Linked DNA regions of Mus musculus: regions 2, 3 and 4 are each linked to region 1. The links are chromatin contacts, called in public HiChIP or PLAC-seq and promoter capture Hi-C maps. All regions are on one chromosome and are shown on one strand. Each heading gives the region's core, a stretch centred on a gene start, on an enhancer-like site or on the middle of the called end of the contact. The rest is flanking DNA. Distances are from core to core; before and after follow the strand shown.

Region 1 (4,178 bases), core at 275-2,774:
GAGGAAGTTGGTGGACACAAAGTCATGCCTGCTAGCTTCTCTTAAACACACTGTAAGCACTGCAGGACTGTGTTTATCCTTCGATACACAGGATCAAGCATTCAGAACTTCACCATCACTGAACTGACCTAAGCATTCAGCAAAAAAGCAGGAACTATATATGGGCACAAGATACAGGCTGTACTAGTCTTTAGAAAAGAGAATAGCAGGGGCCAAATGTTCCAGAACATCTTTTGGTGTGTTTTGAAAGCATCTCACTCATTATGTAGGTCTGCTACATAATGTGGGCCTGCTCTGTACTGCAGGCAGATCAGCCTTCCATGCTGGCAGTAGTGTTTGTGGCTCTTTACTTACAAAGCCCTCCCTGGGGGGTTAACAAGCCAAGATTCTCTTGTTAACCAAGCCAGGGAATTAAAGTGGGATTTTTATTCCCACTTTCCCATTCATATTACTAATGTGTTTTGTAATTCATAAAGCAGCTACCAGGGCAGAGACTTTTCTCAGGTCTCTGGCCACTGGCAAGGCTCTGCCCAATCTAGCCACAACTTCCATTTCTAAGAAAAAGTCAACTTAGCAGTCACAAAAACAACATCCAACTGAAAAAGAGGACATTATCTACAGACAGAAGGTATCCACTGTACAATCCTAACCTCACCCCATGCCCCAGCCAAAAGGTCTCAGGCATCAACTAAAATCTTTTCAAATTGATTTTAAGAGGATCTAAAAGCTTTTCCTGGAATTATTGTCCTTTAACCCATGTCAACCTGCTAAAACCAGTAGAGCAGTGGTTGTTTTTCCCCAGTCACTGGATTTAAAAGGCTTCCAGTTACCTAAGTGATACCTACTGAGTGTATCATTAACCTGAATTTTAGATAACACAGAAGGAACTTGGTTGATCTGGCTTAGAGAGGAGGGCAGGGAATTTGCTCAGCTCCATTAAGGAGCACTAATGCTTGCTTTATGGCGTGGGATTTACTTCAGTGAAACCAGTGACCCATGTTCTGAGAAAAAAGAGGGAGGGGGGTGCGGGAGGTGACATTCTGAAGACACTAGGTATCCCCAGGGACTAACTAGTTACTATGCTCTAAACAGAGGGTTAGAGCTGAGATCCCCGCCCTGCCTTGAACCAAAAGTATTTAAAACATTCTAGGATATTACAATATCCAAACATGGACAAGGGAATCGGAGGAAAATTATAACATGTACAAAATAATTATGGCGTAAAGAGCAATCCTCTAACATTCTGTATTGTATTTGTTCATGTGAACTCTGCTGCAATCCACAACTAAAGGCAGGAATCCCACATCCACCTGAGAACATTGCTGTGGTTGTGACCACAGTGAATAAAACCGGATGCTCAGAGAAAGAGTCAGACTTTAAAGTCTGAGTCACAGGAAAATGCAGCGTTTGCTCAACAAACAAGGCTTGGACTGAAAAACAAAGCTGGAAACAGAGAGACACACTTCTTCGAAATCCTAGAGGGCCCTCTTAGCAGCCAGGCAGGGGTGTCCACACCAGCAATCCCAGCATTCTAGATGCCAAACTAGATTATGGGATCGAGGCCAACCTGGGTTACGTGGCACAGCAAGCCTGTGTCTCAGAAAGGAAAAAGAGCTAACAGAGAAAACTTGACTCCACAATGTCAGGAGATTGACAACAGACACAAACAGATCTGAGTAGGGCAATAGAGCGCCTCAGTCAGAAAACCCTGCATGACCACAGAACGCTCTGAGGCCATGGGCCATCAAGCTTGACAAGGGATAAATACCAAATTTGCCTGTCCACTGTCCAAGAGATGGACATAAAACAGTGGTTTTGCTCATTCATGGGTTTTTGTTGTTGTTTTTTAAAGTTATTTTTATAGGATTCGAACAAAGCATAGATAACAATGACATCCTTCCATACCAGCAAGTACACACAACATTTATTTACCTTGGGCTGATTAAGACCTAAGACTTTATGTACGCAGTGTTCTGCCCGCATATGTCCCTATATGCCAGAGGAGGGCATCAGATCCCATTACAAATGGTTGTGAGCCAACACGTGGTTGCTGGGAATTGAACTCCAGACCACTGGAAGTACTCTCAACCACTGAGCTATCTCTCCAGCACCAAACTTAAGACTTTCTTCATCAACATTAAATAAAGCAGCAAATCACACCGTGACAGTGCACGCCTTTAATCCCAGTACTCTGGAATAAGAAAGAGGCAGATCAATCTCTGAGTTCAAGGCCAGCCTGGACTAGAGTGATTTCCAAGGTCAGATATACATAGAGAAACCCTCATGAAAAAACCTACCAACCAACCAGAAAAACAAAGAAAATGAAAAAAAATGAACAACAGCAGCAACAACAATAACAACAAAAAACCCAAACCAACCCAAACAAGCAAAAAACAAACAACCAAAACAAAACAAAACAAAACAAAACAAAAAACAGTGGTATACCAACAGCAGACCAGCATGTTCAAAGACTGTGCTCTGGATTGGATGAGGCAAAGGGCCACTGAGGCAGAAGCTACGCATAATTTGACTACCAGGTCTCAGGGTAAAGATGTCCCAGCTATTAAGAGTAAAACAGGCAGCCCAGAGAAGGTGCTGAGTTCCAAACTCAGGCCTCTTGGAGAGGCCATGCTCTCAACCACTGAACATCTTCCCCAGTCCCCGACACAGTCAATCTTAGTAGAAATTGATTATGGTGGAGACTGAAGGGCTAATATCATCTTCCTCCATTTATCACAAATCCTAGTTGGCAGGCTGTGTGGTGATGGTGCACACCTTTAATAACAGTACTTGGGGAGAACAAAGGCAAGTAGATCTCTGTTGTTCAGAGCAAGTTCCAGAACAGCTAGGACAATGGGAAAACAATGTCTTGGGGAAAAAATAAAAAGACTGCCAGTTTGTTACCAAGACAGAATCAAAGCGAATATTTTCATTCCAGCTTAAAATGATATATTTTGCCTTTAAAATCTCATTGCATCATCATCATTATTATTTGACGTTTCCAGGGGTTACTGAGATGAAGCAGTGCTGCTTGTGGAGGTCCATTTTCAGTTCCAAGGAACACAGACATCCACGGCCTCTGGCTTCTGAGGGCAGCTAAACTCATGTGTAATATACCCATACCCAAGCACATAGAGTTAAAAATATCATCTTAATTACATTGTGTGCACAGGCATGTCTGTAGATCTTAGATAACTTGGAGTAGTTGTCGTGTCGTATCATCCCCCCCCCCCCCACACACACACACAGTGAGTTTCCCAGGAAATGAACTCAGGTTGTCAGGTCTGGCTGGTGCCTTTATCAGATCCCACAAAGCTCGCTCAAGTTACAGCTGCCTGAGGTGGGAGCTGGGAACCAAACCCAGGACTTCTGTAAGAGTAGGGCCTGCAAACTCTTAATCCTCCTGCCTCAGTTCAGGAAAGCAAGACTGTGCTTGTGTCACCACACCTATGGCCATAGCCGCTCTTGCTTTGTCTCTAGACAGTCTCACTTTGGGCCAAGATGGCTTCAAGGCACGGGTAGGTGCTCCTGCCTCAGCCTCCCCACTGGTCTTAGACGTGAGCACTTTTCATTTGTTTCTCTGTAGACCAGGCTGGCCTCAGACCCAGACCCCCACTTAGCAATGCCTGTAAGTGCTTTGGCACGATGCTGTGCCACCACAGCCATCACACAGTTACTTTTTCTTCCTTAAATGAACTTCGGAGGATATGCAGACCTTTTTTTTTTAGGGGTGAAGGGAAAAATTAGCTACAGCGTGCTATAAAAACTAAGAGTTAAAAGTGTAGAACAAGTAGGGAGGGACCCAGAAAATACCCAGCCAGGGAAGACGGACAGCAGGGGGCTGTTGCGGACAAAGACACAATGATGGAGTACTTCAATACAAACGTACTTGATTAAAGTCAGGATCCTTCTCCCCATCTGGCTTAGCCTCCTCCTTGTCTTCTTCCGTCTCAGAACTACTCACATTCAACTCGGGGGCCGAGTCCTTCATCACCTCAACACACCAGAAGCAGAAAGAGGAGTCAGGCCTAGGGCCTATGAGGTGTGGGTGGGTCAGGAACAAGAACTACTTTCATTGCCCTTTAGTTTCTTATCGTCTAACCCTGTGGATTATTTGTTTATTCATTCACTTTTATTAAGGGGGGGTGGTGGTCATCTGACTATTGTTGTTCTTGCTG
Region 2 (4,196 bases), core at 514-3,013, 570 kb before region 1:
CATCGTGATTGCTAGCGACTTTCCCATTTCATTAAGTAGCATGTAGTGATATCTATCACGGCCAGGGATAGAGGCCGATCAAACACACAGCTCCACAGGGCTCCAGTTTAGACTTGCATCTGCACAGGCCTCAGTAACTTCCTAGTCAGCGTCCAGGGGTCCACCTCCTAAGTAAGTATGAAAGCTAGGGCTAAGAACCTCAATCTTAACCCTACTACATGTGTACTCTCCGGTGTCAGTTCACAGTAGCACCCCCTGCACTCACACACAGGAGGCTGAGGCAGGAGGAGCACAGAGTCCCAAGGAAGCATTAGGGAGACCACCTCAAAAACAAAATTTGAGAGCAGCTTTGAACAAATCACTCTGAAACTGAAAGCTCGTGGCAGCCTTATATGGCCTATGCTGAAGATAAAATTGAAGATAAAATAAAAATTAAAAACTTCAAACGATTTCCTAATAGCTTCTAGGCCCTTCTGGCTAAGATCAAATGCAGAATGACTCTCTAGACACATTTCACGTCTAAGATGCTTGCGTATGAGGTCCAGGTCTAATAAGACTCGTTCTCCAAAGCAACGGGCAGTCGGAGAAGGGCAGTAAAGCAGCCTGGGGGAGAAGTCATGAGCACTTCTGGCTGTGAAGGAGGGTTTAGCTCAAGGGCGTTAAGGAAAACTGCCTGCTTAAGTCTGGATCGACTCGGGCCTAGGCTTAAGACGGCTGCCACTGACAATCCTGCGCCGGCCTGGGGAGCGCGGCGGAGGCCGGGGGAGGTGTAGGCTCGCGGGGGACACAGAAGCGCAAGGCCGTCGGGGTAGCGGCGGCGGCGACAGCAGCGAAGCGACAGCGCCCAGAGGCTGAGCATCGCCCGGAGGAGCAGCGAAGACAAAGGCGGGAGCGAGCGGCTGCGCGACAGAGAGCCGTGGCGGTGACAGCGCAGGGCTAGCGGGAGTGGGGAGTAAGATGGGCGCGGGACTGCTGAGGGCGGCGGCGGAGGTACCGCGCAGAGACCACGCCGCGCTCCTGGCTGCGGGGACCCGGCGGCGACCAGCGGCGACCGGCGTGGCCTCAGCTCTGCACACTCACCACTGGGGACTCCGTAATGGCGGCCACGGCGGCGGCGGGGGCGGAGAAGCCGGGAGGGCGGGCCCGCCGCAGCCACTCACTAGTGCCGGCATCTTTCGAACCGGGCTTGAAGACAAGTTGACAGTAGGCCGAGGGGAGGAGGGCGCGGCGGAAGTCGGGCCACAGGCCTCGGAGCATGCGCAAGCCCGCAGCCAATAGGGCTCCGCGGCGCACGCCGGAGCATGCGCACTGAGACAAGCACGGAGGGGGGGTGGGCCCGACCCGAGAAGAGCTGCCCCTCCTCCCCAAGTCCAAACAAAACAAGGGCGGGAGCGCGCGCCGCGGGGCCCGAGTGGCCCGCGCGCCAGGGGCAGGGGCCGGGTGGCGGGCGCGACGCGAGAGGGCGCAGCGGCCGCGGCGGACGGACAAAAGCCGCCGGCCTTCGGTGCCCGCGTCCCGCCTCTTGCGCCCGGGCAGCGGCGTCAGCGCCCAGGCCGGTGGCCCTCCGCTACTCACTCGCGCACGGAGCTCGCGCCCACTCCCTGCGCGCCGGGTCCGGGTCCATCCCGCGTTACCTCTGAGCTCCGGCGCCCGCGTTCCCGTACGGCCTCTCGGCGTTGCCGCGGACCACCGATCGCCGACTCGCGACACCGCTGTCCTCCAGGCCGGGCACCGAGCTCTGCCGCCCCGCCCCCCTGCCCGCGGCCTCACGCGCGCGCCCCCGCGCCGGCCCCGCCCCCGCGCGCGCCCGCCAAGTGGGTCCCCGGGCGGGCGCGCAGGGGCGCGACAGGGCGCTCGTGGGGGAGGTGGGGGGGAACGGCGGACGACGGGAGGCAGAGCGTGGCTGGGAGCGCTAGCTTCCTGGCTGCGTCCTGCGTGCTCGGCGCAGTCTCTGTCTCCGACCCCGAGTCCTTCGGGTTTGGGGTTCCAGCCTCCCTTTAGCCCTGGAAGACGGTGCTAGACAACAACAGCCACTTCCTGAGTCCACAGGGAATTGGCAGTGTAGTGAGCAAGGACTGGTCATACACGGCCTGGAAGATGCGTGAGCCGGGCTGCCCCCAGCTTCTTGATTTGCATGCACAGACAGCTTCCCCACCCCCAGCACCCAAAAGAAACCACGGAATTAGAAGGGAGTCGCCTTTTATTTGGCACTTTACGTTGAGATCTGCCTATTCATGTAATGTGCACACCACCGCCTTTGAAAATTGTAGTTCTTGGGGCTGAAGAAGTAGTTTAGTTGTTAGTATGTGTCTAGTCTGAAGAAAGCCCTGGGTGCCATCGCCAGCACCTAGAGCCCAGTGTGATGACGCAGACTCAATAGGTGGCATCAAGAGGATCGAAATTTCAAGGCCATTTTGGGTAGGTAACCAACCTGAGGCCAGCTTGGAATGCACGAGAGCCTGTGTAAAGAAGGAAAAGGAAATGAAGGATTGCAGGTGTAGTTCTTCAAAGCCACTTTGGAAAAATTCAATGTACCTCAAGTAGCCGGAGTCTTGTGGGTATCGGCCTGGTACATGCATGGCACCGCAACTGCAGGTCAATCAAAGCGCTTATTACGGAAACCAATTAGACACACTTTCAGTCCTCTCCACCTGCCAGAGTGGCTGAAACTCCAAGGGTTCTAAGAAGATTAAATAAATCACCCCACCAAAAATTCCTCCCTGGTGAGCGTCTGTACTAGTGACATCACCCATTCCCCTGAACACTGGGATCATGGGCAATCTCTTCAAAGGGATTTATGGGGAGGATCTGAGAGGATTTGGAGAGGAGGGGACCTGATCAAGTATGTCATATGAAAAAAAAATTAAATATTAAAAAGGGATTTTGGTCTTTTTGAAGAATTCTGTTTTAAAACCATCTTTTAATTTTTTATATGTGTGTGTACCTGTTTGTATGTGTTCCGGGTGTGTGCAGATGTCTAAGGATTGTCTGCACTCCTGGGAATTGAGTTAGTAGGTTGTAAGCTGTCTGATGTGGGTGCTGGGAACCAAACCGAGATCCTCTACAAGAGCAAGGGACCTCAGCCACGGAGACACCTGTCCCCATCCCACTTTTATGTATTGGCATAATTGGGAACTTGCTACATTTGGTGTGTGTCCTTGTTTGAGACAGGATCTCTCTATGTAGTTTTGCCTGTTGACATTTCATCTAGGCTATGTCCCACAGTTACCTGGCAATAGCCAGGTGTGTCTAACTCACTAAAAAAGGCGCTTCTTTGCCCCCTCCTCGATCTCTTGCTCTTGCTCTGACCTCTCACCCCTTGCCCCTCCCTCTCCACATGGTCATAACCTGCCCCCCCCTCTTTCTCTGCCTTCCAACTCCCCTCCCCATGCCCTGAATAAACCCTATTCTATACACTACATCCATCTATGGCTGGTCTCTCAGGGGGAAGGGATGCCTCAGCATGGGCCCACAGAGACACCCCCTTATCTCACATTATACCTGGCCTCTATCAAACATATCCCTGGTTTCTCTATTTTTATAAAATACAACATTGCCTGGCCTGGAGCTTACTATGTAGATCAGAGTGGCCTCAAAGTCACATTTTTAAGTCCTACCTCATGCAAGATGAGCCCAATAAGAATTGAGAGACATACAGAGTTTTGCCTAAGATTTAAGAACAAACAAACAAACAAACAACTCTTATGTAGAAGAAAGCAAAATGATAGGACAAAAATTTCAAGAACATAAAACCAAGTTCTTGCCAAAACCTGAGTGTCATACGTTTCAAGAAAATACTTGGAACCTGGTACAATGGGACCATCCCTTTGATCACAGTACTCAGAAGGCAGAGTGGGGCAGATCTCTCGAAGTTCAAGGTTAGCTTTGTCTACTTAGTTCCAGGACAGTCAAGGCTATGTGACCCTGTCTTGAAAAATCAAACCCTGAGGAAGTCACTCTCTAGATTTCAACAAAAGCTAAGGTATGTTTAACTTAGCATATAGCAAGTTTTGCAGAATCCACAGCCTGTTGTTAAGGCAATAATTGTTTTTTTCTCCCTCCCGAGTCCTTAGATGTAGACCTGTAGGACACAAAAGTCTGTTGGACTAAAACTTCATGTTTGTATAGAAAAGAGGGGGTGACTTTAGAGTTAGGCATAAAGATGGATAAAGATGAAGCAACAGCTGACTGACTCG
Region 3 (4,507 bases), core at 154-2,653, 610 kb before region 1:
AGAAAAGCAATCACGAAAGAGACAAAGAGAGCTGACGAGAGCCCTTCACACCCCTGCCTGCGCCTGGCAAGCACAGGGTAAAGAGCCAAGGGTCAGCAAAGCTCACACTCACACACACACAGACACCAGCTTGCCCAGTCCTCTGTGGGGGAAAGGGGCATATAGAAGCGGGGGGGGGGGGGGGGGGAGAGAAGGCGGGTGGACAGCATCCTCCAAGCACCTGGCCGTCGTCCCCAGCCTCCTTATATTTAGCCTCCCCAGAAACAGGAACTGTGTGCCCCTCTTCCAGTCTGATCCTGCCTTAGACCAAGGAGGTCACCAGGGTTCATTGAAACCCTGAAAACGACCACACACCCAACTCATCTCTTTGAACCAAAAAAAAAGTTTCCCACAGGGGTTTGTCTGCTGCGGCCAGGTCATACCTACAGAGGCACATACGGGCTTCTATTTTCCAGAGGGCGGGGGGGGGTGTTCTCCTTAGGAGCAGGAGACTGGCTATGTTAACTCTATACTTCACGTCCAATCACAGGGCCCTGTGCACCATAAAACTCAACAATCTATCCATTCAGGGTACTTGGGAGACTCCCAAGCCTGCAGACCCCAGCTACTGGACTAAAGGCACACATCACAGGATGGAGAGCTGGCAAACCCAGGACTCTCTGCCGAGGCTAGGCAGTACCCTTCTGCTTACAGTCTATGGGGCCCCCAAGCAGGCATCCATCCTTGGTATACACTGGGTCTGTATCTGTGCAGAAGTAGCCAGTAGTAGCCTCATAGCTGCAACAACTCAGGCGCTAGGTATGGAACTGTTTAGAAAGGCTGGGCTCCCAGCCCAGCACACTTCTGCTACCATCTCCACAGGCCCTGGACCCGCGCAACAAGGGACTGGACTGGGGTTCAGCAGGTTTGGCTGATGTGACCTTGGCCTGCCAGCTTCCAGTTCCTCAGTTGTGAAGGGGACCGCGAAGGCAGCCACCTCCTGGGTCTGTTCATCAGCCTCTGTTCTTCCCGAAATCTATCTGGTCGCGGGGAGTACACAAGGCTGGATAGGGAAGACGCGGAAAGGATCGCGAGCGGAGGTGCGGAGCGCGTGCGAGCGCAGACAGCGATCTCGCAAGCGTCACCATCCCCACGCAGCGCTAGGTTCTCGGAGGGGCACAGGTGCCCCGGCGCCAGAAAGGGAGGTATGGTGACGGGGACTGAGGTGATGGCAACTGCCGGCGGAGGGAAGTGGGGGTGCGGCTCGCTCTGGGAAGACCCTCCCGGCTTCGGCCCAGCCCCCGGAGGGTTCCCAGGAGCACTCACCACCGCTACCGCGCCTCCTGGCAGGTCTCACAGCTCCGTTTCCCGCAGCTTCTGCTCCTACCCAGCGCGGGGCCCGCCCCACCCCCGCACACGCCCCCGCCCCCGCGCCGCGCGCCCCCCACGTGGCCCTGGGATCCGACCCCTTGGGCATCACCTGGCCGCGGCGCCGGCCTCACCAGCCAATCGGAGCCGCTCCGCTCCGCCGTGCCGCCCAATCAGAGGCTGCGAGGGTACCTGGCTCCGCCCACGCTGCGACCTGGGTTGGCTCCTCCTTGTCGCTCTTCCTCCACGAAGCTGTCCAGACTCGGTGAGCTCAGGGCCTCGCTACTCGTCTGCTCCTCGGGGCAGACCTAGCTACTCCACTAGGTCTGCACGGTCGCTCAATGACCTTGCAGACCCACCCCTTCACACGCAAATGGCAGAGGACTTGGTGGCATGAATCCACTTACTGGGTGGAGATTGATTGGACCGCTCAGCTGGGGTCCAGCAGGAGTGGTGACTCTTGTCCTTCCGGCCTCACGGAAATCCACTTAGATGGGGAAATGGTGAGTGAATTTAGCCAGCGCGCGCACAGAGCCGAGAGGGCGAGCTCTTCTGATCCCATTAGGTGAGGAGCGCAGTAGGTGGCCCAAATAAATCGCAAATCCGAGCCAGGCAAGCGCGTGGTGTGTATTAAACCCGAAATCTGCAGAGAGAACGCATCAGAAACTGCCCGTGTGGCACACCGCAGAAATCCAGGACATAAGGGTTCAGACCCAGGGAGGGACACCAAGACAGATGACAGAGCCCGCGAGAAGGTGGACCTGAATCTGCAGCCTCAGGGGAGTTCCCAGGTGCAGTGCAGAGTGCGCAGGGCACGGCTCTGGGCATCCCTTGTCTCTGCAGAGCTCCTAACACCTTTCCAGAGGCAACAATAAGGTGTGATTGTTGCCCACAACCAGGCACTTCTCTCTCCCCAGTGGGACTTAGATTAACACTTTAATCATGTTAATCCTCCAGGGCCTCTCCCATAGCCATTACCACCCCTGACTCAGCCAGGTGAGAACTGGAAGGCCTGACAGGGACACTGACCTGGTAAGTGAAGGGTCAGTAAATACCGATGCTATTTTGAATTTCTTTTGTCTGTGACCTTTGGCAATTCCCCTGTGCAGAATGGTAAGGAATCTCCCTAACAGTCTCCAGGCCTGGACAGTGAAGGAGCAACGGGGGGGAGGGGGGGGGCAAGCTCAGTTCACCAAACGGGCAACTCAGGATACATAAAAACGAAAAGGCTCCCTCCTAACTCTTAAAAAGAAATATTTAAAGCTCCTTACTTCATCTTAGTTTATTTTATTTTTAAATAAAATGCACTTTTTATAGAATAAAATTTTACAATTTTATAAATTTAGATTTCTTTTTGATTGTGAGTATGATCCATTCCTTTTTTTTTCTTTCATTTTATTAATTTTTATCTGTATGTGTGTTTTGCCTGCTTTTATATCTGTGCACCACATGCATACCTGGTACCATTGCAAGCCACAAGGAGTCAGGTCCTCTGAAACTGCAGTTATGAGAGTTGTGAGCTGTCATACAAATGCTAGGAATGGAGCCTAGGTCCTCCGGAAGGGCAACCAGTACTCTTAACCACGTGAGACACTTCTCTACTCAGATTTATAAGTGTTTTGCCTGCATGTGTGCATATATATCGCATTTGTGCCTGAATCCCTCAGAGAACAGAAGGTGGGGGTGGGGGGACAAACCTCTGGAATTAGAATTACAGATGGGTATTAGCTGTCACACGGGTGCTAAAAACACAGCCCAGGTTCTCTGCATGAGCAACAAATGCTCTTAGTGGCTGAGCCATCTCTCCAGCCCCCAAAATGAATATGACTTGTTTTTGTTTTTTGTTTTTTTCGAGACAGGGTTTCTCTGTATAGCCCTGGCTGTCCTGGAACTCATTCTGTAGACCAGGCTGGCCTCAAACTCAGAAATCTGCCTGCCTCTGCCTCCTGAGTGCTGGGATTAAAGGCGTGCACCACTACCGCCAGGCTTTTTTTTTTTTTTAAAAGAAGGGAAAAAGCCGGGCGTGGTGGCACACACTTTTAATCCCAGCACTCAGGAGGCAAAGGCAGGTGAATTTCTGAGTTCGAGGCCAGCCTGGTCTACAAAGTGAGTTCCAGGACAGCCAGGGCTACACAGAGAAACCCTGTCTTGAAAAATCAAAAAAGAAAAAAAAAAGGAAAAAAAAAGAAAAAAAGAATAAAAAGAAAGGAAAACATGGCTGTCACATATGTCAGTGGTAGAACATTTCTCAGGCATGCACAAGACTAAGTTCAATCCCCACCATGGATAAAAGAAAAACCAGGGAGGGTGGTTCAGTGGGTTGTTACCTGTTACCAAGGCTGATGACCCGAGTTCAATCTAGGACCCATGCTGTGGAAGAAGACAAACGACTCCTACAAGTTGTCCCCTGCCTTTCAAATGTCCACAACCTTCTATGTGCACACACAAATAACAACCAAAATGTAATAATAATAAAACACCTTATAGGCTGGAGAGAGGCTCAATGGCTTTGAGGTTCCAAGTTCAATTCCTACTGCCAGCACCCATATGGTGGTTCACAACGTGAGTCCCATTCTAGGGGGAATCTAACACCATCTTTCTGGCTGCCTTGGGCACCAGGCACACATGTGATATACAAACATACACAGACAAAACACCCATACACATGAAATTCAAACACAAAACCCACTTCATGCCCCAAGGCTTGCATCAAAGGTGAGAAACTTTGGAGGTGCCAGCCATCTCTGGGCAAGCTGATCTAGTCCCACTAAGAACCGTAACTTGAAGCAGTTGTCACTATCTCAGCCGCCACGTCTATTCCTGCGTTCCAAACAGCAAGCTCTCCGCTACCAGGAGCAGCATTTCCACTGCTTGTATGACTCACCTGTGCAGGAAGCCTGGAGTTACTCATATTAAGCACAGAGACAGATGACATAAAAAAGTCAGGCCAGGGCGGGCTGGGGTGGGAGTCATGATTGCCAAATGCATCCGTGTTCACCTTGCAAGTCATGGTTACTTCCTGTGAGTCAGCGGTAATCACTAAAGCACACAGGTGGGAGCTTGCTCTCACAATCTCTCCTTTTATCCAAAATCCCCGAATCTGGCTCTGCGCTTGGCAGCTGACGAATGTGTGTAGGAGTAACTGCACATCAGCAGGAAG
Region 4 (4,527 bases), core at 943-3,442, 730 kb before region 1:
TCCCAGCAACCACATGGTGGCTCACAACCATCTTTAATGAGATCAGATGCCCTCTTCTGGTGTGTCTGAAAACAACTATAGTATATTTACATATAATAAATAAATAAATCTTTAAACAATAATAAACATAAAATATTTTAAAAGGAAAGAATTATAGTACATCCTCAAGAGGGAGTACAAGTTAAGCAATTCAAGGAAAGAGAAACGCAAGATACAAAAGCTCTCTCTCTCTCTCTCTCTCTCTCTCTCTCTCTCTCTCTCTCTGTGTGTGTGTGTGTGTGTGTGTGTGTGTGTGTGTGTGTATGCACATGAGCAAACATGTTGTTTGTGCCATGTGACTCTGGGTGCATACTCACCATGGCATGCACTTGAGGGTCAGTGGGCAGCTCTGGAGAGTCATTTTCTTGTCTCCTGGGGCCCTCACTCAGGTTGTCAAGCCTGCTGGCCAAGCTCTTTACCAGCTGAGCCCTCCTGCCTGTCCCTTTCCTGTCCCTTTATCTTCTCAGGGTGAGGTGAATAGAGGAGACTACACATTGAATTCTATGCCAGGCCTGCTGTACGGATGGAGAACACCACCATCTTTTTCCCAATGGTAATTACACCTGCCCCCTAAACATTTTAGAGAAAGTCCCGCATCAGTTACATCCACAGACCTGTCCTCACACTGAAAGTCCCCACCCAGGAGAATGAGCAACTGGAGGGCCGGGTCCTTGGTGCTGGCTTTGGGGCAGGGGGTTGAGGGGGGCATAAAAGCCTCTTGAGTCTGGAAATGGTGAAAGGGGACACGTAATGGAGGGAGATGTCGGGAGAAAATGAGGCAAAACTTACCCACCAGGCACTGGCACTGCCGGGCATGGGTTTCATCTATGTATGGCTAGGAGCCCAGGGTCCTGGGTACAGGGTTGCTAAACTATTGGGCAGAGGTGTCTGCTTGTGGGGTGGGGTGGGGGTGGGAGTGGGGAGATGCTGCCCCGTTCTCTGCTCTCTCCTGCCTTCTTCCTCCCAGTCCTCAGCACCACACAAGCCCTCAGAGAAGCTGCTGATTCACTCCTGCTTGGTGACCATCCGGCGACACTTGGACATGTCTGGCTGTGCTGGCTGCAATCCGGCCCACTCTCTATGGACTTGGCCAAGTCACTTAAGGACAATAAGCCGGTTTGTTTGAAGTGTTCCCATGTGCCACTTCTATATCCTCTCCCCACAGACTCCCTGGACCATATTATCATCTCAGTCTGGTAACCACAGGAAGGGACTGCCAATTGTGCACCCATTTTGTAGATAAGGAAACTGAGGCTCTGAGAGGTAGCGCAGCTCTTCCTGGGAGAGCTAATAAACAGATACCTGGAACCCAAGCCACAGCCCACTCTAATCCAAAGCTCCCACACGTCTGTTGCTACCCCCACTGTAGACAGCAAACGTGCCGACGTCTGACAAGGAACCCACTAACATTTGTGTGTAAGACAAAGAGAACAGCCAGGGTGTAAATCCATTTCCGGTACCACCAACCCAACAAGGTTCATGAAGAGGAAGGAAGGAAGGAAGCGAGGGAGGAAGGGAGGGAAGAAGAAGGAGGGCCCTGTTTCCCTCCAGCTGGGATGGTTTTAATGGCTAGGTTAGGACAGGAAGGAAATGAAGCCAAGCTACTGAAAACAGAGACGTTTCCTCGGCTTCGCATACCTTCTAACTTGGCACGCTGACATGGTTGCCCAAGTTCTGAACTTTCAGCCTGAACCCTTCTCTCGGTGTAAAAAACAAGCCATTAAATATTCTGAGGAATCAGGATCCTTTGAGCTTTGACCTCAGGTGTCACACAGACCCACCCAGAATCCTCCTCCCTGGGACTGTGTCTACAGCCATCCACTGAGGTGGCACCCGCCCTGTGGCCCACTCTTGATCTATGTTGACAGTGAGTGAAGTTGTTAAAGGAAACTGTCTCACTGGTGGGCACCACATACCGGTCCACCGTGGGACCCCCGCAGCTCAGTCGTAAACTCCATATCCTCCGGGCTCCCGCCCTGGGAGACTCACTGGGCTGCCAAGTCCTGGCCAGCATCCCGCCAGCCTGGGAGCCAGCCTCCAGGTCTCCCTCTAGCGCAGGGACACACCCCGGGGGAGGAGCCACCTCTTCTTGGCCAGTGCGGGCAGACGGCCAGCACCGGTTTCCTCTCCTCTGCAGCGACCAGCTCACCCGCCTCGGACCGACATGGCCCAGGAACGCCCCTCCTGTGCTGTGGAGCCCGAGCACGTCCAGCGGCTGCTGCTGTCCTCTCGTGAGGCCAAGAAGTCAGCCTACTGCCCCTACAGCCGCTTCCCTGTGGGGGCTGCCCTGCTCACCGGGGACGGGAGGATCTTCTCTGGTAAGGGCTGTCGCCGGAGTCCACTCTGGGGCAGCATGAATGGGGCCCAGGTACAGGTGAAGAGGAGAAACAGCGTGGTCCCCTCCTCACTGCTCCTCCCCTGCTCTCACCGAGGCTGTGGGCTCACTCAACTGCTTATCTGCACAGTGCCTCTCTGTTCTTAGAAGTCTGGAGTGGGGAAGGGAATTTGCACGTGAGATTAGAGGGAGAAGCCAAAATGAAAACCGTCCACGACCTGCATGGCAGGAGACTCGGATTACTTACTGAGTGTCCTGTATGCCCAGTATTCACCTCCCATCCGTTAGTTCTTTCTCTGACCTCCTGCCCAATATTAGACCCATTTTAAGATGAAGAAGTTGAGGCCAGAGGCATGTCCTAAGTTACAGGAGGCACTGGTGATGGGACCCAGGGCTGGACCTCCCAAAGCCCCACCTTCCTGCACCCTGGGGTGCTGGGATTGGCTGGGGAGGGATGGCATCAGGCAGACAGAGCGTTGTTTGTTTGTTTGTTTGTTTGTTTTTGGAGGAGAGGATCCAGACACCGTCTGGGAATCCAGCAGTCTTTACTGAGTTAACAGGATCTGCCCTGAGCTCATGTTTATAGACCCTCAAGCAGGCCAGAATGGGCTGCAGCTATGGTGTGGTACTCGCTCACACAAGGGTCTGGGTTTAGGGGAACAAAAGGAGGGGAAAGAGAATAAGGGAAGGAGAGAGTGGTAGAGAAGGAGAAGGGAGGGAAGGAGGAAGAGAGGGAGGAAGAAGGGGAGGAGGGAGGGAAGGAAGGAGGAGGGAGGAGAGGAGGGAGGAAGGGAAGGAAAAGAAAGGAGGGTGGAGGGGGAAGGGAAGAAGGAAGGGAAGGGAGGAGGGAAGGAAGGAGAAAGGAGGAGGAAAGAAGGGAGCTTGGTAAACTTAAGGACATGTTCAGTTGGGACATGGTGTGGACAGGTGACAACTACAGTGCCCATTCGTATGCCTTGTTGACTGAGCCTCTGTGAGCTTCATGAATCACCCAGCTGTGTGACAAAACCTTCCCTGGGGAGATGCAACACAAGTCTACTCACCCCAGAGAGGGAGCCCACAACAGGTCGAAGTACAGATACCTCCAAAGTCCAACTTGGTGAACCAACTGGACTTACCTACAGGAATATGGGTGAGGGGTCACTTACAGGAGCAGAAAGGACTCAAAAAACCCAGCTGTATCACCAAGGCCCACCCCAGCATGGGTACCAGCTTCCAACGCTGGGAAACTGGAGTTGACTGCACAGCCTGCAGGCAGCTCACAGGTTAGATGGAGAGCATCCTTTCCAGGTGGCTTGGTTGCTGTAGCCCTCTTTCAGGCAGCTCAGCGTCTTTCCTCTGAGAGGGACCCTGAGCTTTTACTGTCTACTCTGGAAGGGGGGCAGGGGTCCAGTGATTCTGGTCAGTTTCAGGGACTTCCTGAAGCTATTTTGAGTTCTCTCGAGATGGGGTTTGTGGAGTATGTGAGCAAGGGGCTTGGGCCAGGACTGTGGAAATAGGAAGAAGAGGAAAGAGATGGGATGACCTGTCAGTCAGTAAAGTGCTGATCTCCAGAGCCGGTAAACATAGGCACAACACACGCTTGTCATCCCAGTGCTGGGTGGATGGAGACAGATGGATCCTTGAGGCTCACTGGCCACAGAGCCTAGCCTGATTGGCAAGCTCCAAGCCAGTGAGAGACTGTCTCAAAGAACAAGGTGGATGGATGGTATCTGAGGAATGATACCTGAAGCTGACCCAGTCTGGCTTCTGTACACATGTGGCAGAGAGAGAGCGAGAGAGAGAGACAGACAGAGAGACAGAGAGACAAACACACACACAGAGATACACACAGACAGGCACACAGAGAGACAAACATACACATGCACAGACAGACAGACAGATACAGACAGACACACACAGATACACAAGCACACAGAGAGAGAGAGAGACAAACACACACACACATGAGGAGGAGGAAGAGGAGGGGGAGGTGGTGTGAAGCTGTGAGAGACAACCAATAGGATGAAAGGAGGGACCAAGAGCACAGTCAGAAGGTTCAGTAGAATGAGGAGCCCTCTGTAACCTATGTGGGTCTCTCGTAATCTCACAGCCAGTGCTGGAGGCAGGCAGGTGAGCATCGTTGTCGTGTACATTAGTCAGGAAGCTTTCTC

Evidence for each region. Promoter capture Hi-C pulls out the DNA fragments that hold promoters and counts their contacts. HiChIP or PLAC-seq counts read pairs in DNA pulled down with a chosen protein or histone mark.
Region 2: an H3K4me3 HiChIP or PLAC-seq map of bone marrow-derived macrophages shows a contact between it and region 1, with 3 times the contacts expected there. The contact joins the promoter of Hp1bp3 here to the enhancer-like site in region 1. A contact is called at or near these places in 1 of 39 promoter capture datasets (the 3T3-L1 cell line), 6 of 115 datasets of contacts at active chromatin or transcription factors (the 230-238 cell line, bone marrow-derived macrophages, cardiomyocytes and 3 more) and 2 of 9 other capture datasets (adipose tissue and pancreatic islet).
Region 3: a promoter capture Hi-C map of liver shows a contact between it and region 1. The contact joins the promoter of Sh2d5 here to the enhancer-like site in region 1. A contact is called at or near these places in 11 of 39 promoter capture datasets (the 3T3-L1 cell line, 3T3-L1-derived adipocytes, cranial neural crest and 7 more), 1 of 484 Hi-C or Micro-C datasets (nephron progenitors) and 2 of 9 other capture datasets (adipose tissue and liver).
Region 4: a contact with region 1 is called in a promoter capture Hi-C map of liver, with 2.5 times the contacts expected there. The contact joins the promoter of Cda here to the enhancer-like site in region 1. A contact is called at or near these places in 2 of 39 promoter capture datasets (liver and pre-B cells), 1 of 115 datasets of contacts at active chromatin or transcription factors (pancreatic cancer cells) and 1 of 9 other capture datasets (liver).

Annotation. Positions count from the first base shown.
Region 1 is chr4:137,639,022-137,643,199 of GRCm38.p6, reverse strand. Usp48 (ubiquitin specific peptidase 48) reads right to left here. Exons shown (of 27, transcript NM_001355588.1): 22 at 3,890-3,994. Among named protein-coding and RNA genes, the nearest start is that of Usp48, 47 kb to the right of the region's middle. Within about 2 kb of position 1,524, at least 106 of the 459 cell types and tissues checked have an H3K27ac peak or open chromatin away from gene starts, as enhancers often do. A contact at or near this core is called in the 230-238 cell line, adipose tissue, bone marrow-derived macrophages and 4 more, where this site is marked.
Region 2 is chr4:138,214,179-138,218,374 of GRCm38.p6, reverse strand. It overlaps Hp1bp3 (heterochromatin protein 1, binding protein 3), which reads right to left and starts at 1,763. Exons shown (of 13, transcript NM_010470.3): 1 at 1,635-1,763.
Region 3 is chr4:138,247,307-138,251,813 of GRCm38.p6, reverse strand. Sh2d5 (SH2 domain containing 5) reads right to left here and starts at 1,403. Exons shown (of 10, transcript NM_001099631.1): 1 at 1,306-1,403.
Region 4 is chr4:138,365,620-138,370,146 of GRCm38.p6, reverse strand. Cda (cytidine deaminase) reads left to right here and starts at 2,192. Exons shown (of 4, transcript NM_028176.1): 1 at 2,192-2,357. The coding sequence starts at 2,204.